Regions from separate parts of the Mus musculus genome. Here regions 1, 2, 3, 4, 5 and 6 are each linked to region 7. A link is a contact called in public ChIA-PET and HiChIP or PLAC-seq data. All regions are on one chromosome and are shown on one strand. The core of a region is the stretch at or near the end of the contact, and the rest is flanking DNA. Distances in the headings are between cores, read along the strand shown.

What was found. ChIA-PET counts read pairs in DNA pulled down with a chosen protein or histone mark. HiChIP or PLAC-seq counts read pairs in DNA pulled down with a chosen protein or histone mark.
Region 1: a contact with region 7 is called in an RNA polymerase II ChIA-PET map of memory CD8 T cells, with 157 read pairs. The contact joins the enhancer-like site here to the promoter of Cd3d in region 7. A contact is called at or near these places in 2 of 39 promoter capture datasets (embryonic stem cells and hippocampal neurons), 1 of 484 Hi-C or Micro-C datasets (natural killer cells), 3 of 115 datasets of contacts at active chromatin or transcription factors (CD8 T cells, effector CD8 T cells and memory CD8 T cells) and 1 of 9 other capture datasets (macrophages).
Region 2: an RNA polymerase II ChIA-PET map of effector CD8 T cells shows a contact between it and region 7, with 13 read pairs. The contact joins the enhancer-like site here to the promoter of Cd3d in region 7. A contact is called at or near these places in 1 of 39 promoter capture datasets (embryonic stem cells), 1 of 484 Hi-C or Micro-C datasets (the G1E-ER4 cell line), 1 of 115 datasets of contacts at active chromatin or transcription factors (effector CD8 T cells) and 3 of 9 other capture datasets (adipose tissue, embryonic stem cells and pancreatic islet).
Region 3: an H3K27ac HiChIP or PLAC-seq map of embryonic stem cells shows a contact between it and region 7, with 4 times the contacts expected there. The contact joins the promoter of 4833428L15Rik here to the promoter of Cd3d in region 7. A contact is called at or near these places in 3 of 39 promoter capture datasets (liver, pre-B cells and stem cell-derived epiblast-like cells) and 1 of 115 datasets of contacts at active chromatin or transcription factors (embryonic stem cells).
Region 4: an H3K27ac HiChIP or PLAC-seq map of embryonic stem cells shows a contact between it and region 7, with 2.5 times the contacts expected there. The contact joins the promoter of Fxyd2 here to the promoter of Cd3d in region 7. A contact is called at or near these places in 7 of 39 promoter capture datasets (the C10 cell line, hippocampal neurons, liver and 4 more), 5 of 115 datasets of contacts at active chromatin or transcription factors (bone marrow-derived macrophages, embryonic stem cells, large pre-B cells and 1 more) and 4 of 9 other capture datasets (adipose tissue, embryonic stem cells, liver and 1 more).
Region 5: an H3K4me3 HiChIP or PLAC-seq map of the SCID.adh cell line shows a contact between it and region 7, with 12 read pairs. The contact joins the enhancer-like site here to the promoter of Cd3d in region 7. A contact is called at or near these places in 1 of 39 promoter capture datasets (the C10 cell line), 1 of 15 datasets of contacts at CTCF or cohesin (embryonic stem cells), 1 of 484 Hi-C or Micro-C datasets (the G1E-ER4 cell line), 3 of 115 datasets of contacts at active chromatin or transcription factors (the SCID.adh cell line, effector CD8 T cells and embryonic stem cells) and 2 of 9 other capture datasets (liver and pancreatic islet).
Region 6: an RNA polymerase II ChIA-PET map of memory CD8 T cells shows a contact between it and region 7, with 224 read pairs. The contact joins the promoter of Il10ra here to the promoter of Cd3d in region 7. A contact is called at or near these places in 4 of 39 promoter capture datasets (hippocampal neurons, neural stem cells, pre-B cells and 1 more), 1 of 484 Hi-C or Micro-C datasets (granulocyte-monocyte progenitors) and 2 of 115 datasets of contacts at active chromatin or transcription factors (effector CD8 T cells and memory CD8 T cells).

The regions. Positions count from the first base shown.
Region 1 is chr9:45,290,298-45,293,255 of GRCm38.p6, forward strand. No RefSeq gene overlaps it. Among named protein-coding and RNA genes, the nearest start is that of Il10ra, 23 kb to the left of the region's middle. Within about 2 kb of position 1,579, at least 36 of the 459 cell types and tissues checked have an H3K27ac peak or open chromatin away from gene starts, as enhancers often do. A contact at or near this core is called in CD8 T cells, effector CD8 T cells and memory CD8 T cells, where this site is marked.
Region 2 is chr9:44,690,039-44,693,174 of GRCm38.p6, forward strand. All of the region lies in intron 20 of Phldb1 (pleckstrin homology like domain, family B, member 1), which reads right to left. Among named protein-coding and RNA genes, the nearest start is that of Treh, 18 kb to the left of the region's middle. Within about 2 kb of position 1,758, at least 134 of the 459 cell types and tissues checked have an H3K27ac peak or open chromatin away from gene starts, as enhancers often do. A contact at or near this core is called in adipose tissue and effector CD8 T cells, where this site is marked.
Region 3 is chr9:45,429,655-45,432,810 of GRCm38.p6, forward strand. It overlaps 4833428L15Rik (RIKEN cDNA 4833428L15 gene), which reads right to left and starts at 1,578. Exons shown (of 5, transcript NR_040732.1): 1 at 1,491-1,578. Dscaml1 (DS cell adhesion molecule like 1) reads left to right here and starts at 699. Exons shown (of 33, transcript NM_001081270.2): 1 at 699-858. The coding sequence starts at 813.
Region 4 is chr9:45,404,689-45,407,604 of GRCm38.p6, forward strand. Fxyd2 (FXYD domain-containing ion transport regulator 2) reads left to right here and starts at 1,402. Exons shown (of 6, transcript NM_007503.4): 1 at 1,402-1,478. The coding sequence starts at 1,442.
Region 5 is chr9:44,645,158-44,647,880 of GRCm38.p6, forward strand. No RefSeq gene overlaps it. Among named protein-coding and RNA genes, the nearest start is that of BC049987, 26 kb to the right of the region's middle. Within about 2 kb of position 1,439, at least 107 of the 459 cell types and tissues checked have an H3K27ac peak or open chromatin away from gene starts, as enhancers often do. A contact at or near this core is called in the G1E-ER4 cell line, the SCID.adh cell line and effector CD8 T cells, where this site is marked.
Region 6 is chr9:45,267,480-45,270,403 of GRCm38.p6, forward strand. Il10ra (interleukin 10 receptor, alpha) reads right to left here and starts at 1,670. Exons shown (of 7, transcript NM_008348.3): 1 at 1,527-1,670. The coding sequence starts at 1,593.
Region 7 is chr9:44,980,326-44,983,371 of GRCm38.p6, forward strand. Cd3d (CD3 antigen, delta polypeptide) reads left to right here and starts at 1,461. Exons shown (of 5, transcript NM_013487.3): 1 at 1,461-1,615. The coding sequence starts at 1,561. Cd3g (CD3 antigen, gamma polypeptide) reads right to left here and starts at 106. Exons shown (of 7, transcript NM_009850.2): 1 at 1-106.

The DNA of each region.
Region 1 (2,958 bases), core at 329-2,828, 310 kb after region 7:
CTTTGTTTTGTTTTGCTTGAGACAGGGCTACTCTCTCTAACAGCCTTGGCTGTCCTGGAACTCACTCTGTAGACCAGGCTGCCTCGAACTCACAGAGATCCATGTGCCTCTGCCTACCAAGTGCCAGGATTAAAGGCACGCACCACTATGGCTGGCTTACAGTGCATTTCTTGTTGGCAACAAGTAGTTGACTCTTACCAAGCCTTGCAACTACTGCCTTTTAATTTATATGTAAATGATTGTTGACAGGGTTAGACTTCTCCCTGTTTCTTTTAACCTCATCTCATCTTTTCTATATTTCCTGTTTCCTGTTTGTTTCCACCATCTCTGGATGGATGAAGTAATTTCACCTTCTCTTTGCTAGCTTTTTTTTTTTTTTTTGAGACAAGGTCTTGTGTAATCTAGGCTGTCCTTAAACTTCTGACCCACTTGCTTTCCCCTCTTGAGTGTTGAGATTCAGGCATGTGCCATGTGCCACCATAACCAGTTTAAATAGGAATGGGAATCAAACCCATGGCTTTATGCATGCTTGGCCAACACTCTCCCAACTCAGCTCTATGCATATTCTGACTCTGTTATTGGGGTGAGCTTGGCTGCTCTTGAGGTTATATACGTGACTTTACTTCCAAGTGGTCATGTGACACTTTCTTATGCACAGTACAAGAACCTATAACACACGTGTGTCTCTCTCTTCCCAGCTTTTACCCTACTTTTGTTTTTACATATATTTTAAACCCCCACAATAAATCACAGGTTTCTTTTAGATTTAATAGTCTTTTGTAGTTAAAAGGGCTTTAATTATTTTTTAAGAATTACATTTACTAACAAAGTTACTACCATCCAAAGCATTCCGAGGCCCACTATGAAGGCCCCTGATTCCCACACAGTATCATTTCTCTGTGCTCGAACAGTTTCCCTGAGCAGTGTGGCTCACCTGGGGAAGTTCCGTTAGCTTTGATGCATCTGAAGAGTTTATTTTTAGGAGGCAGTTTTGCTTGGACTGTGTTTTGTTTTCCTTTTAATGTTTTTTAAAGTATTTTTTAAAATTTATTATATGTATATAAGTACATTGTAGCTGTCTTCAGACACACAAGAAGAGGGCATTGGATCCCATTACAGATGGTTGTGAGCCACCATGTGGTTTCTGGGAATTGAACTCAGGACCTCTGGAAGAACAGTCAGTGTTCCTAAGGGCTGAGCCATCTCTCCAGCCCCGTCCTTTTGATGTTTTAAAGATGGTACCGCATAGTCTTCTTTCTTGTGTCATTCCTGCTGGGAAATAAGCTATCACCTATCTGAACTCTTCCTTTGTCCTTAAGAAGCCCAAGCAGCAAGGCTCTAGTGGGGCTTGGCTGCAGCACCTCGGGACAGACGGTATCATGGTGGGAGACCGTGCGTGAGGCAGATGACACCACAAATAGGAAGCCAGAGACCTGGGGAAAACTAGTAAAGGCCACCTTCTGGGCTCACCTCCTAAAAGCTCTACTTTCTTAGGACATCCCGACACTGAGGGCTGTGCAGATTCATTTATATTCAGAACACAGAATTGTAGTCGCTACTCTATACCACAGTGCCTCAGAAGCTGGTGATATCATGACAGAGAAAACGCCCACTAAGCCTCAGTATGGTTTGGTGAATCTTTACAAAGGCATAGAATTTATACCACAATCGTTTTCAGTTTTGAGTTCTGAGGGTTTTTTTTCCATATATATGGAAACCACACCTGTACATGCACACGCACACACACACACACACACACACACACACACACACACACCTATATGTATGTGTGGTTTTACTTTCAGTCTAGGCTAGGCTGGAGCTCAATTTGGCAATTCATCTGCCTCAGCCTTCCAAGTTCTGAGATTACATCTTTTTACATGTCTGCATAGCTCTCTTCTGGCTATCTGTCTTTTCAGCTCAGTAACAGAGAATGACCATTGATGAAACATTCAATCTGCCCCCATCCCAGCCCTGGCACCCTCTTCAACGTTCCCCAAATCAGGCACCTATAAAGTTGACACCTGGTACAAGATAGACACTCTGAACTCTTGCTTACATTGACTGTTCAGTGTTTTGAATTTTATTTCTGAAAATACCACATCTACCTAGTCAACTCCTCTCTTAATTGACATTAGATTAAAAACTCTCACTTAAAGTGCTAAGATAGATGATCCTTGTGCCGCCCACTCCTTGGGAGCTCTACAATGGCGTCTTCAGGGCGGGCTGTCACGAGAGGGATTTTGTGGCTAAGGGCCATGCATTTTGTCGAAATGCATTTTGAGATTTAATTTTGCAGGTGAAGTTTTGTTTTGTTTGGTTTTAAGATCATTTCCTTGGAGGAAATTTCCAGAACCCAAGTGACAGGGTAATGGGTCATAGGAGTGTTGAAAGACTTGGCTGTACATCATTAACAAGGCAAGCATTTTGAAGCCTGACTGGGCCCTCCCTTCATAGCTCTCTGGGTGGACTTGAGCTTTGCTGAAGGCTGGTTTTACTTGAGACAGCCAAGGAGGAGAGAACACTGGGCCATTTCTCAACTCTTGAATAGCTAGAAATCTGGGGAATTAATAGTGTCATCTGGGGAACAAGGAGGCTCATATCCTGGGAGATGCCCTGTCTCCCAATGTCCTTCTATCCATACTGGAGGCCCATTATCTCCTCCTTCCTACCAGCATGTGGAGAGTACCTCACAGCCTGGCAGCACCTCCTATTGTTTTTATTCCCAAAACTAGGATGGAGCCTGGCACACATCTATGTATGTGTATATATGTACATATCTTTGATATATGTATGTGTGTGTGTGGAACCCAAATATATATTATCCCCAAAAACACATTTCTAAAAATGTTTAGTTGTTGAATAAATGAATACCTGCTATCTGCTCTGTAGTTGGTACTGATAGTATTTCATTTGCACCTATAATATTACTTAATAACCTCATAAACTCAGGGATTG
Region 2 (3,136 bases), core at 508-3,007, 290 kb before region 7:
TTCTGACTACACAGTGAGCTTTAGGCCAATGTGGGATACAAGAAACAGTGTCTCACTTAAAAAAAAAAAAGTTAGCCTCGCATGGTGGCACATGCCTTTAATCCCAGCACTCGGGAGGCAGAGACAGGCGGATTTCTGAGTTCGAGGCCAGCCTGGTCTACAGAGTGAGTTCCAAGACAGCCAGAGCTATACAGAGAAACCCTGTCTCGAAAAACAAAACAACAACAACAACAAAAAAAACCAAACAAAACAAAACAAAATTTATGTTACCTGTGCTTGGTGGTGACTTATTTCTCAAAGTAAACTTTTTATGTTTTGATTTTGAACTATACAGATATGAATCTCGTGTTATTCAAGAAAATAAGGAAGGCAGGAGTAAAACTCAGTTGGCTGCTTGCTTGCCTAGCACACATGAAGCCCTGGGCTCCTAACATCACACAACCCCGGCATGGTAGGGCTTGGGGCTGCTCAGCGTTGAAGAGCTCCCACTTCAGACAACTCGAGAACCAGACGGGTGCGTGCACACACACACACACACACACACACACACACACACACACACACACACAATTTCAGAACTTGGGAAGTAGAGGCAGGAAGATCAGCAGTTCACGGGTTACCATTACCATAGCAAATTCAAGGCCAACCTGGGCTATGTGAAAGTCTGTCTCAAAAAGGAAAACCTAAAACAAAACGAAAAACCAAACTAAACAAAACACAGAAGGAAGCAGCCACAGAGCTGGGGATGCATGTAGTGCTAGCTCCGTGGTGGGCGGGGTTTGCCCCACCTCTGAGGGGCGGGGCTAAGAAGAACTGCCGTACACTGATTCCTACTGGGCTCTTTAGGCCATTCTACTCCCTTCATGTGAACAGCATAGAGCATATACATTGCACACAACATTCAAGGTCAGGGAGGAGGGGAAGGGAATGGGAGGGGGAGAGGGAGGGGGAGGGGAGCCGTCAGAGCAGAGGTGAACACTGGGTGTGGAGGAAGGGAAACAGGCCACTACAAACACCGATCACATGGTACAACTGCCACCCTCAGCCACCAGCTCCAGGAGAGGATGATACTAACCACTGAATTCAGAAGTGACAGCTACCAGTAAGCTCCTCTCATGGGTCCCTCTCCACTCCCCACACTCCGGGTTACTTCAGGCCCAGTTCCCTCCTCCCTCCGGCCTCCTGAAGGTCCTGTCCTAGCCTCTAGCCCTGCCTCTCACCTGACCTGGTGTTGAGGAATGGGTTTTAAAACCTTCTCTGATGGTTCCTCTTTGGGGAACCAGCTGCCTGTGTGTGCCTGGCTCACACTGCCGCCAACACATCCTTGCCTCGCAGCCTCCCCCACACTGAATTAGGTGGAGTCTCTTGAGATTCTCACTGTCCCCTTAGCAACCCAGCTCTTCACACCCCAGGGCCATCTCCCTCCTGTCCACAAACTCCTAACCAAGATCCACTGCGGGCCACTGCAACAGACACCACAGATTCTCAGCACAGAGCTTGCAACACTCAATGTGAACCTCTGTCATCCACACCTATATCCTCCTCCAACGGCAACAGCTATGTGCCAGGCACAGAACAGGCGCTCGCTTGCTCGTGGCAGGATGACTGAGTCCTAGGAACTGACACCTGCAAAGGGATCCTAGGCTCTTGTGCTAGGAAGTTACAACGTGGCGAGGAGGTACAGGCACACAGCCTAGTTGCTTGCCAGCGTGGCTTGGAGCTCAGGAGTACTCTGCCACATCTGAGGGAAGGAAGAGGTGTGAAAAGCAAGAGCCCATTCAGAGCACCCAGCATAGTCTGGCACGGAACTCGGCATCTGTCACTACAGCATTACACTCCGGGCTGATGTCACACAGCAAGGCAGGGATGACTGCCGGAGTGCTGAGGAGGGTGGGAACGGTTCCAGGTAAGGTGAGCGCCTGGAGGGGTTTACCCACGCTAATCTAATGTGCTTTCCTGTTGTAGGAAGGAGGAGGGCGCGGGTCCAACCGGCAAGCCACACCCAGGTCCTGGTGTAGCCCTAAACCCATCTCAGCATTTCCTCCTGGCCATCCTCCAGTGGTATTGTGCTCTGCCCCCCTTCTTCTTTCCCTGGAAATAGTAACAGGGAAACAGCAACCTTCGTACACTCTGTCCCGCCCACCTATCCTTGGTCTTGTGCAATCTGACTTCTGCCTGCTTGCATGGTGGAAACCCTTCTCTCCACAAATCTCAGACCCGGAGTCAAATGGCCTTTGGGCCACATCCTGCTTGACCCTCTGGTGGTATCTATCATGGCTGGTGACACCTTGGGCTTACAAATGTCTGTTCCCTTGGCTGGCTTCCTTCTGTTTCCGCTCCTCGTCTAAACGTGGTCTCCTTTGTTTCACAGGCATGAACCAAGATTGCCTTTGCCAAGCGCCAGCCCAGCACCTGGCGCACAGTCAGAGCCAGCTTCCTGCTTCCTTTTCTGCCTCTGCTGCTTTCTATCCTGCCTCTTCTCCACTCGTGGCTGCTCCTCCCCTCTCCTCGGCCTTGTCCTTGCTGAGAGACTGTGGGCAAAGGCTTTCTGAGCCCTGTTAAACTCGTTATACGTAACGGAGGTGTCAATATAGCGCTTTTGGCAAAAATTAGATGAGCCGATGCATCCAGAGTACCAACCGTTCAAGTGTCTGATGGACAGGCCCTGAATTTCCTATAATTATTACGCCAAGACTTTCAACTAGGGTCTGCCTCCCAGCCTAACCTTTTCCCTGGACCTAGCTAGACGCATCTCAGCCCCAGTGTGTCTGAAGTGGCTCTGCTTCTCAGGCTGACAACGTCCCTCTAGCTACACTCAGGCTTGTGTCTCTCCACATCCAGGACCCATGTCGACTGGGGAAGGCTTCTCCTTTTTTTTTTTTTTTTTTTTTGAGACAGGGTTTCTCTGTGTAGTCCTGGCTGTCCTGGAACTCACTCTGTAGACCAGGCTGGCCTCAAACTTACAGAAATCCACCTGCCTCTGCCTCCCAAGTGCTGGGATTAAAGGCATGCACCACCACACCCGGCTGGGGAAGGCTTCTTAAAAGGGCAGAAAGTCAAGAGGTGCAAGCAAGGCCCTGGGCCTGGGCATTCATGACCTGGAAGCCCTCCCCTTTCCAGGCTCTTGGTAGGTAGG
Region 3 (3,156 bases), core at 328-2,827, 450 kb after region 7:
GCGCGGGGGGTGTGGTGGGGGGAGGTTAGGGAGAGAGGGACAAAGCACACATAGAACAGGCATTATCTGTGCATTGTAAATGACTGGCTTTTTTTTTTTTAAGTATTAGGTTCTAGTGTATATTTGGACAGTGCTGGGGATGGGTGGTCTGAGACAGCTTCTCCAGGAAGCTGACTTGCAGAAGTGACTAAGGGTTTGGGAGCAACACGTACGATTGGGCATTGAGATATAGAGTACCAAATGTCTTCAAAGATTTTTAGCCCAGATGTTACTCAGAGCACCTATGCTCTCCCATTCGTGGAGGGAAACTGAGTCCAAAAGAAACAGCCAGCAATGGCTTTGAATGACCGGCCGGGCGAAAAACCCGTGTTCTTTTCCCCTTACATGGCAGACTCTTAGCACATGTATGACATATGCCTCTGTGCGACCATAGGCTCAAAAGCCTGCGAGTTACAGGGACCCCTCTCCTCTCTCGACCAGAGGAGCAGGATCGAGACTGTCTGGTCAGGGTCCCCACCTCTGTCCCCTAAGCTTGTGGGACTAAGTGACCCCAGGCTGGGGCTGGAGTAGCACTCACCACCCCGGGGTGTCGCGGGGGGCTGGGGCGGGGAAAGCGGCCGCCTAGCCCAGCCCCGTGGATGACAGGAGCCGGGGAGCCGAGGAGGGAGGAGCCGCCGCCGCGCGCTGGGCTGAGGAGCAGAGAGAGCGGGGCGCCGAGTGCGGGCGGCTGGGAGCGCGCTGAGCGGGGGAGAGGCGCTGCCGCACGGCCGGCCACAGGACCACCTCCCCGGAGAATAGGGCCTCTTTATGGCATGTGGCTGGTAACTTTCCTCCTGCTCCTGGACTCTTTACACAAAGGTGAGACCCGCGCTGCCGGCGGCTGGGCGGTGGAGGCGGCGGGGCTGGGATGCGCGCGGCTGGAGGCAAGGTGCGGTGCCCAGTGGGCTCCAGGTGCCCGAGTGCTGGACCCACTCGGGTGCATGGCGCTGGGTGGGCGCGAGAGCTGGGGCGGTTCCGAGAGAAGGGTCTGGTGAGAGTCAGCCTGGGACCGCTTGCCAGCCCCCCTGCGCCTGCCGTTTAGGGGCGCGCCCGTGGGGGGCGGTGGCAAAGGAACCCCTGGTTTTCCCATCGCAGCCCAGCTTTAGTTCTGCCCTGGCCCCCTCCCCCAGCCCCCAGCCCGCTCCCGCGGCTTGCTGGAGCTGGGACCCCGGGGTGCCCTGCGAGCCAGGTGGTCCTCGGACTGAGACTTCATCCGGGAGCCCTCGGTATTTGGGTCCTTGGACCTAGGGAAGATCACTCCTGCCGTAGCTTCGTGCGCCCCTCGACCGCCCTCGACCCCCGCCCTGGCGCAAATGCCGGCGCACCGCATGGCGCTTATCCGCGCCTGGCTGGGTGCAGGGCTGGGGAGCTAGGGGTCCCCAGGGGTGGGGGTTCCCTCGGACACCAAGTTTGTTCTTCAGACCCAAGAGTCGCCATCACCTATGTCTCACCCCTGTACCCCAGGCGCTGGCTCCGGCTTCTCTGCGTCTCCCTGACCACCTTAGGCAGCGCGCCCCAAGGTGCAAGACTCTCCGCTCCGGCGCTTGGCCTGCTGGACCTGGGGACAAGTGTTCAGACTGGGGGGCGTGTCCCTTTCCCGGGAGAGAAAAGGTTGCTAGGGGTGGGTCCAGGTGTCCGGCATGTCCAGACCTGCTCCCGGGGTTCCGTGCACCTGATCTGAGAGGCAGCCGGGACTGAGGGGTTGGCAAAAAGCAGGCATTTTCGATGGTTAGCAATCTGGGCACCAAATCGACACTTGGGCAGCGCGGGCAGTTGAGCTTCTAGGCTGTGGTAGAGGACGTGCCCCCGGGCGCGCAGATGGCAGGAGGGAGAGGAGGCGGCCGAACTCCGCGCCCTTGCGCTGTAGAGCACAGACGCTTCTCGGCTTTACCTGCTCAAGCCTCTAACTTTTCTCCTTCGCGCCCAGAGGGCAGCTTCTCCTTTCGCCCCCTTTGCATGGGTTGGCCTGGTCCAATAATAATTCTTGCCCCTCTAGGCAATGGAGAAGGACAGCCAAGAGCCCGGGGGAGGGGTCTAGTCCTCTGCTAATGCCTGGAGATGTACGGAGTTTGTAACCTGCCAGAGCCCAAAGCAATGCTCGGTAGATTAAAGGAGGAACCTAGCCCTTATTAGTGCTATGGCCGGGTCAGAGCCAGTCTGATGGCCTACTCAGAGCCAGTCTGATGGCCTAGTCCACTGGGATTCTGTCCAGAAGATACGGGTGCTGGGTAGCGGGTGGCCTCAAATGGTGAGCAAAGTAATGGACTTTCTCAGGCCAAGGGGGCCACCGGGTAACACACCAAGGCTAGACTTGCTTGCTTAACTCCTTGCCCCCCTGGACTCCTAATCTGACCTCTTCATCCCACCTGAGAGCAACAATCTTGCCTCCTGCTTCCAGTACACACCACACACACACACACACACACACACACACACACACACACACCACACACACCAATTTTCTTTCTTGGGGCTCTTCCTGCTTCCCTCCACCCTGGCAGGCTGGTTTGGCTCACAGCTTTAATTACGTTAATATTAAATATACATAAGGTGAGGAGCGGCTTTCTCTCTCCATAGCTCTCACTCCAACCCCCTTCCCTTTTCCATTTGTCAGGCAAGGAACACGGACCAGAGCTGTGGCCACACTCAGTTGCTTTGTCCCTAACCTTGCTCCCAGGAACAGCCCATTTCTCAGCCCTGCAGCCTCCTTCACAAATACCTGCAGGACTGCACCCACCCCCACCCAGGAGCGCTGCATTAATAAATGAAGCCCCAGTTATTTGATAGGGAAGGAGCAGATGGGGGTGGGGGTGGAGAAAGGCCCAGAAGGCCACAGGGCAACAGCTGGAGGGGCAGAGCCCTCTCCTACGCAGGCAGGAAGTTGCCACAACTAGGTCTTGTGGGTAGACAGGAGTTACCAGGTATGGCGGCCCTGGGTGGCCTTTGGGTCTGCAGATCCTTGGCTCCCTTGCCATTCAGAGCACCAGCATCTGTGCTGGGCGCCAGGCAGCCTTGCCAGACAGGCCTATCTTTTCCTTGGTGCCTTAATTGGGTCTTAGGTGCCAGGCTGATCCCCAGGGGCCTGTTCTGCTTGGGGTGGCATGGTAGGTGGGTGGT
Region 4 (2,916 bases), core at 152-2,651, 420 kb after region 7:
TATGCATGCGCATATGTATATATGTATGCCTGTATGTATGTAGCTATGTATGTGTATATATATGTATTATGCATGCACTCATCCATCTATCTCTATCTATCTATCTATCTATCTATCTATCTATCTATCTATCTATCTATCATCTATCCATCTATCCATAAATCTATTATCCATCTTGGTATCATTTCTCCATCAACCTATCACTTATATAGCTTGTATGCATGCAGGTATGCATGCAGGTATGTATGTATGTATGTATGTATGTATGTATGTATCTATCTATCTATCTATCTATCTATCTATCTATCTATCATCTATTTCTTGTTTACCTATCACCTGTGTATCTATTTATATATCATCTGCTAGTGTTGGATATTAGCTTCTTGGAGGCCAAGTCGACCATCTGGAACCCAAAGAAGACTGTGGTCTTACAGAATCCACACCATAGTTACCAAGGGGATGGTTACAGTGAGTGCAGGACAGGCTGGGGGTGGGTGGGTGGGTATGGCCATAGCATTTGAGCCCTGGATCTCAAAGGATAGCCATTATTTGTCTTCAACTCTCACTGGATGTTTGACCTTGGGCCTCAGCTTCTCCATACCTCAGATAGCTCATGTCAAGAGAGGAACTAAAGCAAAAGGGAGACAACAGCTAGAAAATGCTTTGTAAGCCCTAAGATCAAGCTGAGCTTCTTCCTGAAAGAGTCATAAGCATATGGTGACAGCCGCAAGAGGGAGTGTTGGGCATCAGGATAGGACATTAGTCAGGGATGGTGGAGGATTTCAGACTGAGGTGTGAGTGGCTAACTGTGGTGGCCTCGGGACCAGGATAAATAAAACAAGTCAGGACAGGCTGTCAGGGACAGCAGTGCTATTGAGGCTGATCCTGCTGGGGACCCAAGATTCACAGGACTGTGGTAAGAAGGGAGCCAGGCCGGGCTCCTTAGGAACACGGCGGGGAGACATGACTGCCCCATGAGAATGTAAGCTGTCACGGTGCTATCCACAGGGCCTTGCAGGAAGCTCTGGAGGCTAAGGGACTTGGAAGTCCCCATCCCGACCCAGGACCCCTATCTATACTTCCCATGTGCCCTTCACCGAGAGTGCATCTTGAAATTCTCACTTCCTCATCTCACTCCCAGCTGCGGCTTCCCCGGCTGATGGAAGAATACTGTTGCTGCCCATCCCAGCCCTGCTCTCTGGAAATTTCCTCTGGGAGGGGCTGGAGACCTCAGGCAGCTCCTCCCTGCCTCTGGCTCCCCCCATACCTCCCCTTGCCTGGGTCAGCAAGAGCCCCTCTGGGGACACTCAGCCTTTCTTGTGACTGGGGTAAATATTACCTGACACTGTTAATATTTAATGCCCCCCCACCTCTGCCCTGGCCACGGCAGACACTGTCCCCATAGTAGAGGCCACAGGAAGACCGTCGTGGAGAAGCCCCGATGGCTGGGGAAATATCAGATCTGTCAGCGAACAGTGGTGAGACTGGCAGGACTCTGCCTGGGACTGGCTCTGGTGGGCAGCTAGACCCCTTCCCTCTCCTGTTCCTTGGAGTTCCCCAGCCAGTGGCTCTCTTAGAAAATTAGCATTCAGAAGGGATCCTCAACCCCACCCCCACAGAAAAAGAGCAGAATAGCAGAAGTTGGAGCATCAGAAGTGTGTGTGTTTATGTGTGTTGTGTGTTTGTGTGTGTGTGTGTGTGTGTGTGTGTGTGTACGTGTGTGTGTACATGTGACTTTGTTCTGGGTGACAGGGTGTTGTTCTGTAGCCCAGGTTGGCCTGGAACTCATATAGCCCAGAATAACCTAAAATTCACTGCATTCTTCCTGCCTCAGCCTTCCACGCCCTGCCCAGTGTGACTTTCTCATCTTGGATGGAGAACTAAGATTTCAAAGTGGTCAGGGGCTGCCGGGGTTGGAGATGGGAGGAGCAGCCCTTTAGCTTAGCCTTCCCCAGAAGGCTTAGGGTCACAAGAAAAGCCCAGCGTTTTGAAATCCACAGACTCAGGCCTGGAGCCCAAGAGGACCCCTGCCGGTCCATAGATGTTGAGTTTTCTGACCTAGAACACTGGTGGAAGAGGGACTCATTAAATGCTTCCTGAAAGGGAAATGGGGGTGGGGTGGGGTTTGGGGTCCTGTCTTGGATCTGGCTGAGGCTGATGCTAGCTCCCCATTTGACCTTGAACATGACGGAAGTGTGGGAAGACTTTCTGCATGGATGCAGAGCCTGGGTCACTGTGGCTTCTCCTTAGATTTTGACCTTTCTGAACAACCCATACCTGAGGTTCACCAGCACTGACCCCCTCTGGCTACTGGAGGGATCTGGACTCACCAGACCCTGCGGCTGGCTGATCACTACAGGGGCACAGTTCAAAGTTGCCTGGGAATTGTTAACTTTTTCATCCCTTTAGAAAAGGCCCCGGACAAGAGGGGCTCCAGCAGGGCAGCAGAGAGTACAGCTGGCATGGAGTGGGGAATGGGGGTGGTGTGTGTGTGTGATTGTAGCTTTGCTGGCCATTGTACTACCAGCTATCCAAGGGTAAGTGCTCTGAGCTCAGGCTGGCAGAGAGCAGAATATCGGCTTCCTTCAGGGTGAAGGAGCCACAGGAGGCAGGGCCAGGGGCAGGCAGCTTGGTCTGAAAAAGTCTTCTTCCTCTATGTCACTTGAAAGGGAGCCTAGCACGTAGACTCATAGTGACGCTTTGCCTGGGTTCAAATCCCAGCTCTGCCCCTTACTCGCTGTGTGGTTGTGGGGTGACTTACTTACCCTCTCTGTGCCCCAGTCTCTTGTGGATGAGAGGGAATAACAACTGTGCCTCAGGTTGTACGAGCTGATGCTCAGACCATTTTGGCCGGGAATGCACAGAAACTAAGTGCTCCTCCTGCCCGTTAAGTATGTCCGGAGGACAGTGACACAG
Region 5 (2,723 bases), core at 189-2,688, 340 kb before region 7:
CAATGGACCCCAGGGTTACCATTGCTGCCATGAAACACCATGACCAAAGCAACCTGGCGAGAAGAGGGTTTATTCAGCTTACCCTTATACCTCACCATTTATCACCAAAGGAAGTCAGGACAGGAACTCAAGCAGGACAGGATCCTGGAGGCAGAAACTGATGCAGAGGCGATGGAGTGGTGCTGCTTACTGGCTTGCTCCTCCTGGCTTGCTCAGCCTGCTTTCTTATAGAACCAGGAACCAACCAGAATGGGCTAGGCCCTCCCCCATTAATCACTAATTAAGACAATGCCCTACATTGTCATCTAAGCCCAATCTTATGGAGTCATTGTCTCAGCTGAGGCTCCCTCCTCCCTGATGACCCCAGCTTGAAACAAGTTGACATAAAACTAGCCAGCACATAGATCACGTCTTAGTCAAACTTTCTCTCAAGCTTCAGTGGAGTATTCCTCAGCCACGCGACAGGGACAGGCTGCACAATAGGGCAGGAGGCCAGCTGGAGCATCTCCACCCATAAACAGGACAGGCACCGCCCTCAGCTGGCCACATGCAGTCCTTCTGTCTCACAATAGCTTCTGAAGAGAGCTACCATTAGTCCTGCTTTGCAAAAGAGGAAACTAAGACCCCAACAAACCGTAGTGACTGCAATGGACTTATGGAGACCAAATGAGGCCAAACCAGGGCCTATCTCTTAGGCTCTCAGTGAGAGTGGCCTCAGCAATCTCAGTTGAGTGGTCTGGGGACAGGCTTGGCTGGCCCTCGGCATAGGTGTCTGTGTGGCCAGAGTGGCCGATGGCTTGCAGGTGGCACTGATTGAAAGTGAGTAGGAGGTGTGAGGACCACAAAAACTTCACCACAAAAAAGAATTGTCACGGTCGGGACCGGCTGGGCCCTGGCCTACCTTTACATCTCTCTCTTGTGCTGTTTCTCACCACAACAGAAACTGCTTATCTGCAGGTGCGTAGCTATTCTAGGAGAATGAACGGTGTGTGGCTTCCTATTAGTGTTCAGAGGATCAGTCACACCACCGAGGCCTGCGGTCCCACGGCTCTGGCCCCGCCCAGCACCGGAAGCCTGCAGCTCCGCGGGCTGGAAGCTGATGTTTAGGGCCAGCCTGCAGCCACACTGGCCCTTTCCCCTCCTGCCGAATGGGGCCAAACCGCCCAGCCTGATGGGAGATTTTAGTTTTCAAATGGCATTCTAGTTGGCTACATATAGCGGGGCACGGCAGAGCAGGACACGTGGGGCAGTTTAACAGTTTGCTGTCCATAGATATCTTGTCACGGGTCATGACCTTGACCACCTCAGCACCCCAGGACTGGGACAAAGAAGTCATGTCATTGTGGCATCACCAAACATCCAGAGAACCAGGAGCTCCTTGCCTGAGAAGGCCTTGAAGTGCAGGCGGCTGAGACAGGGGCACACCTGACAGGCAAGAGTGAGGAAGGTAGCTGTTCTACACCAGCAGGGGAGCAGCTGCTGGCATGCCTATGTAGACAACACAGCCTTTAAAAAGTATTTCTTTTATTTTTTGAGACTATAATATCACTGTGTCGTTTCTTCCTTTCATCCCTCCAAGCCTTCCCATACACACCCCTTCTTTCTTTATTTCAAATTCATTGCTTCTCTCTCTCTCTCTCTCTCTTTCTCTCTCTCTCTCTCCCTCTCTCTCTGGTTTGGTTTTTTGAGACAAGGTTTCTCTGTATAGCCCTGGCTGTCCTGGAACTCTCTTTGTAGACCAGGCTGGCCTCGAACTCAGAAATCCACCTGCCTCTGCCTCCCGAGTGCTGGGATTAAAGGCGTGCTCCACCAAGCCCGGCTCATTGCCTCTCTTTTGCATAAATTATTGCTCTCTCTCTCTCTCTGTGTGTGTGTGTGTGTGTGTGTGTGTGTACTTAGATACATAAATACAACCTGTTCAGCTTGTAGAATGCTACTTGTCTGTATGTTTTTAGGGCTGAGCACTTTTAACTCTTCCTGTAGCCTCAGCTGGCCACAGATGAGGCAGGCATGAATACGGAACAGCTCCAAATGGGGCTGCGGTGATGGCACAGACCCCAGAGTGCCTGCCTCACAAGCTGCAGGACCTAAGTTTGGATCTCCAGCACCCCGCCGGTGGTGGCAGTGCCGAGGAGGCAGAGGCAGGAGCATCCCTGGGAATTTCTAGTCCGCCAGTGTAGTCAAGTCGGTGAGCTCTGGGATCTGTAGGAATACCTTCCTCAGACACCAAAATGGAGAGCAATTGAGAAAGAGTTTTCACGCTGACTTCTGGCTTCTGATACACGCACTCCTACATGCACAGAAAGAGACAGAGGACAAGACCTTGTCACCTGGCTGGAAATGTTATGGACATATGGGTCCTAATGGGAAGTGGGGCTTGGGGGGAGGGGGTTGTGGTTTTTTCTTTTGTTTTTGTTTATTTGTTTTATGCTTGTTTGTTTGTTTGTTGTTTTTCAAGACAGGGTTTCTCTGTGTAGTCCTCACTTGTCCTAGAACTTACTCTATAGACCAGGCTGACCCCAAACTTAGAGATCAACAAGGACCACTCTGCAGAGGGTGCCATTAAAGATGCCACTCAGCCGCAGACAGGACAGAAATCTGAGAAACAGTGACTTAAATAGGGAGGAAGTGTGTTCATCTCATTTGACAGGAGCCTAGGACATTAGTGGGTTAAAGAGACTGTGCAGCACAAGAGACTAAAGCAGGAGGATGGCCGTGAGTTG
Region 6 (2,924 bases), core at 420-2,919, 290 kb after region 7:
TGTGTCTGAATCCAAAGCTAGAGTCTTGTCTTTCTATGCTTGTGTGATGTGGGATGAGAAGCCTCACAAGGGACTGACAAAGGCAAGTTGGGTCTGTTACATTCCAGGATAATGGCCAGGAGTGGCTCTCAGATGAGCCGGTCCCTGGCTCTCTGGCCAAAGCCTGTTCCTGTTCTAGCGACATTCCAGGACTGAGTTCTCATCCAAGCCATGACCCTTGACCTTATCTGGATCCGTAGGCACCCTGCTTGTCTACACAGACATCTTGTGGTCCAGGCACAGGGTATCCCCACAGTCCCTAGTTTCTAGGAAAGCTGTAGCTCAGACATGGACATCAGTATAATCAGATGCCTAGGCGAGCCTCAAATGGAGACAATGAACGTCAGCGGTCCAGCCTCCTGGCCTCCTCGAAAACTCAGCTGTGAAGTACCTGTAGTCTCCCACTCTATTAGTTCTAAAGAGCTGACACAGGAGCCTGGAGCTAGCAGCTTGCCAGTATGACCAGGAGCAGAGGAGTGACCCCCTTGAGATCCTCTGCCCTTTTTGTAACAATACAATAAGCATTCCTATTGAATTCTCCTGATGAGTTCTGCGGGCTTAAGTGTGTTGCAAGGACAATAGCCCTTGTTCCTCTCCAGCCTTCTTGACCCTTTAAGATGTCTCCTCTTGAAGGCAGCTCTGCAACACTTTCCTTCTCCAAACTGCCAGCTCTCTGAGAGTCACAGTTCTCAGTTCTCTTTCAGTGACCCTGTCATTCTCAGAAAACATACTTGTCCCAGCCCTTCCCCCCCCCCACCCCTTTCTTTGAATCTCAAGGTTGTGTTTCAGTTGCAAAACTCTGAGAGGGGGAGTGAAAACCTCAGCCCGTGTTTGTGATGTTCAGCGGGGCACATCCCCAGTGCCTCTGTAGATAACATGACTGACTGTGCTCTTTTTACTTTGAACTCCTGTAAAAGTGTGTTTTGGGGTCCCCGGTCTTCGTACTTCTGTGCCACTTGGTCCCTCCAACTCTCCACTTTTTCATTCTCTCCTGGGCTACAGGAACCTAGCCTGAGCTGAGGAGTGGGTAAAGTGTGTGTGTGTGAGGGGGGTGGGCAGCAGGCAGCGGAGATGAATTGTGGGCTAAAGACTAACAGGGTGGTCGGGAAGGGTGGGCAGAAAGAAGGGATGGGGTGAGATGGTAGGGTTCAGGGAGAGGAGCCTAACTAAGAAGGGGCACGATCAGACCCACGGAAGAACCAGAACAGCCGAAAAGTGAGGGCTAAGTTATGGATTGTCCGGAGGTGGTAGGATAATGATTTGAGGAACAAGGGTACGTACAGGACGGAAACTATAGGCTTTACCCATCCATCGCTGGCCACTCCCAAACAGCCACAGTTAATCTTAGCCTCCTCCACTTAAACAGCAGGTGAGCCGGAGACCGTTTTGCCAGCATGAAGGAGCTGGGGCGGGACCCCAGCCCATCCAAGCAGATTCTCCCGCGAATGTGAACTTTAAAGCAACAGAGCGAGCGCTGGGGAGCCTACCGTATGCAATGAATTCTAGGCTCAGGCTGGAGATCGTGACGAGGAATGGGAGCAAACGCGACAACATCCTGGGCGCACAGCGGCATCGTCCACTGGAGCCGGCCTTTACGCCTCCGGCCGGCGGCGTCCTGAGAACTGAAGACTGCCGCTGGATCCACAGGGCCAGCTTGACATCAACCTGAAGGCGGAGCCTCGTTGCTCCGCCCTCAGCCCACGGAGCTTGGGAACCTCCGCAGGAACCTCAGCAGGCAGCGAAGTCTAGCTAGTTCTGGGGCATTTGTCTCAAGGTGAAAGAGCAGCTGAGGCTTTCTGTGGCTGGGCTCTTAACTCTCACACCGACTGGACAGCCTGTCTCCCCTCTCCCTCCCCCTCCCCTTCCCCTTGCCCCCTTCCCCTCTCTGTTGTAGCAATTGGAATTACTGACTGGGCCAGGAGCAAAGCACAAGCGTGCAGGTACATGTGTGAAAGTCCTGGGACCTCTATGCAGGGCCCTCTGCTAAGCCAACAGTGAGGGAACGTCCCTACCTGACTCTTGGTGGGAGTCCATGACACCCCCAGGCCCTTTAGGTTGTTCTTGCCCTAAATCTGCAGGTTAGAAGTGTCAATAGGCGCCTTGAGGGACCTGGTATCACTCAGATGCCTCTTCAGTGACCAGGACATCTGTCTGCCCTCCAGTGTCACCAAAGATGTTAATTGTGTGAGAGACCAAGCTTTGTCCACCTGACTTATTGGCAGGTGGCGCTGATACTGTGAGTATGTCACTTACATGATTTTCAGGGATCTAATTGTGAGGTGTACAGCGCCCGTGGGGTCATCTGCCAGGTACATATTCATGCTATCCTGGAAGCCCTGTTTTTGTTCTGAGGAGGCACAGAAGCCAAGGAAGGGCTGGAGTCACTAGGATGCCCTTGCTCTCAAGAAGTCACTTTCTATTCCCCTCAGAGCCTACCTGTCACACGGAAGACACTACTGCCTTGAGAAGGCTTGGCCAGCCATCGGTCTGCAAATTGCATGATTCTCAGTGCCAATACCAATCCTGCCTCCCATCAAATTAGAAACTGACTGAAAACAGTATGAGGTATTTGTTAAATTTTTCTTTTTCTTCCTGGAAATTGGATTGGATGGTTCTCCGGTGTGAAGTTCGTAGATGACAAAGTACTGTTACTATGTCAAAGATTTGGGCAACCTCTGAACCTGGAGAAGGACCCTCCAACTTGGGGGTGTCAGACACGAGCACTGCCGTCGTGACCTGAGAGCTAGTGATGCACACCACCCCCTTGGCTTGTGGAGACACAAGCTTTGTCTAAACACCGTGGGAGTGGATAGTGCTATGTCCAGTGGCCTAGACAGAGGATGCCAAGTGGAGTGGGATCATGTTCTGTGCCGAGGGAACTCACT
Region 7 (3,046 bases), core at 211-2,710:
TCTCTTTGCTTCTCCAGTAGAAGTATTGAGAGTCCCTTAGCCACCCAGCCACCCAGCCACCCAGACAGCCTGTGCAGCAGCTGGCCTGGCTCCACCCAGCATGCATTGAGCTGGGACTCTGAGTAGAGGCAATACCAGGTGTCTCCGCCCTCTCCTGTAGAGTGTGGGCAGCAGGGGCCCCAGCAGGGGTGTTGATGCTCTGACTTATCTCGTTTTCTCTTTTGTTGTTGTTAAGGCTTGCAGGATAGCAGGTGGCAGGGGATGAGGTTCTAGATTCCCACTTGGAAACCCCTTTACCACTAGAACCTCTATGCGCAATAGGTTGAAGACTCCACTGAGCCTTTTTCTCGATGACAGTGATGAATGTTCCTGCCTGTTCTTCTGGCTAGGTCTGGACTTGTTTGTCACTTGATCCCAGAACTCATGGGTTTAGGCAGAACTTTTCCATGTATGAGACTGGAGTTCTGAATGGAAAAGCATCTTAGAGTAGACCTTCCTTAAGAGATTTTTGACACTGTTCTTTTGAGAACATCTAAGTGGTACCCACCTAGAAGAGAACATCCCAACGGGACAACTAGCTTATTTCTTGGTGTATGACCCTGGGCTAGTTCCAGGGTCTCAGGCTATTGTCTCCTTTAGCCAGTCAATGCATAACAGAAATTCACAGAATTCCTATGTGATTCCAGGCACAAAGGATAATTTTGTCCCCAGACAGATGACCTTCTGATTATAGCAGTGTGGAAAGTTAGATCCCCACAGCACATGGTAGAAAAGTCTATTGTCTCCTGGGGAGGATCGATTCTACAAATGAGTGGATTGATTATATTGTTAAGAAGACTCTCATACTGAGATGGCTTAATGTGGCTGGCATGATGCAAACACTCCTCCCCCAATCCTTAGAGTGATGCTGAGGGAGACAAGCTCTGAGACACTCCATGCATGGGTACTATGTGCTGGACCTAGGATTCCGATGTCTGGATGAGGGCTTCTCAAGTCCATCTTCCCACTGGCTAGAAGCAGCTTGATGTGGTGTCCCAGAGTGTCCTGTGAAGGGTCCTGAGACTGATCAGAAACAAGAGGATCTGCTAATGTGGCTTGTGTAATAGTTTCTCTCAGTGGATCTAAAGAGGTGGCACTTCCTTGTTTGTGAGTAAATGTAGTTGTATTGTTCATAGGAAGCCCAAAATCTTCTTTGTTTGTTACCAGTGACTATTGCTATTTGTTTTTTGTTACCAGGAAAGGCTATTCTAAATTCCCTTACACTTCCTAGAATTCTGAACAAACTTTCCTCATAGTCTCTGCTTTGTATCAATCATCCCAAAATCTTTGCTTCAGAAAGAGCAGTTTGCACCTGTTTGTGTTTTACCCCACACCTAGCCCACTGTTGCTTTGACAGTCTTACACCATCAAAGGCAGAAGGTAGAGAGGCAGATTTCTTCTAGTTCCTCCCCCACTCTTCCTTTTTCTGAATACCCATGAGTCTGTTGGCGGAGGATAGTGCTAACCCTGGCTGATCATCCTGTGGCTTGCCTCTATTTGTTGCATGATTCCCTCTGGAAGATGGAACACAGCGGGATTCTGGCTAGTCTGATACTGATTGCTGTTCTCCCCCAAGGTAAGGGAGGCCTCTTCAGCTGTGTGGAGGATGGACCCGTGAGGGGCATTGTCACTGGGAGAAGTCCACTGGATAGTGCATCTCGTTTACCAAGCTGGGGAAGATAAAAGGGCAAGGCTAGGGCATAGGAAACAAGCATTCGGCTTTGACCTGCTCTAGTCAAGGCTCACATTGGTCGTGATGGTGTCCCCAAACTCCTTGGACCAGACATTTGTAGGAAATGGTTCCATATTGTATGTCCCTAGGCCTAAAACTAGTAATGAAGTTATACCCATTGCATCGTCTAAGGCAAATGGCCTCTTGGAGTAGGATTCTTGGTCATGTGACCACCCGGAGCCACGGCTCGGCTCAGAATTTAGAAGCGATCTTTAAGAGAAAAGTTAGCTTTAGCTGAATGGGAAGGACAGGCAGAGGGTATGTTATATTAAAGTCTGTAAGTCCTAAGTGCCAACTCTTTCTCAGTTTGTTTGCTTTTAAAACAGAAAAGCAGGCTGGGTAGATAACACGGGGGTAGGACTCAAGGAGTGCAAAAAACCCAAACCAAACAAACTCCAAAATAACACTGCGAAGCTCACATCTCAGAGCTCAGCCGTCCCAGGAAAACTGGGTCAAATGGTTACTCTAAGAGCTGTCCTGGCCACCAGAGATTTCTACTGGACGTAACTCCAAAGAAGACGGGACTTTAAGAGGAGAAGAATTACATACACCTCTCTTCTCCAGCATGCTCATATATGTTCCTGCTTCAGAGGCAGGGGCAGCCATTTTGGAGTTTTCTGGAGGGTGCTCTTTTGTTCAGATCAGTAACTAAGTAATGAAGCTCAGAGACACACAGACTCCAGGGAAGGCTGGCTGTAGACATAAGGCATGGCAGTGCCCTCTGGGCTGGGAAGGCTCACTGTGCCCACAGCCTTTCACCTCTCCCACCAGACTTGATGTACTTAGAGCCTCAGGAGCAGATTTGATACATATTGGTGGCCCTTTCTCCTTAAGCAAGCATGGCAAAGACAGTAAAAATTATAGGGGCACAGGAGGGACAGGAACCGCTCAACCCAGAAACTAGCTAGGGTTTGAGAATTTCAGCACAATTAATGTTCTCTGTATAAGTTGTCTACAAGCTGCTCTTTTCTGATACGGGTATTTTACTATGCTGCTATTTAAAATAGCAACAAGTCAGGCTTAAGGCTGGACTGTGTATGACCTTGGGCAGGGCCTCATTCCTCTCTAGAACATTCTCTAAGAGCCTCATAAATACGACTACTTTCTTTGTTTGCTGTGAAGAGCTCCTGCATCTGGCATACCCAACTCTAAACATTTGTTCCATCCATTGTAATTCTGTTTGATGCCCATACTATTCTGTGAACTCATTTAGGTTTCTTAACAACTCTGGGGACAAGAACTTCAAGACCCACCCAAGCAGTGTATTCAGCTGTT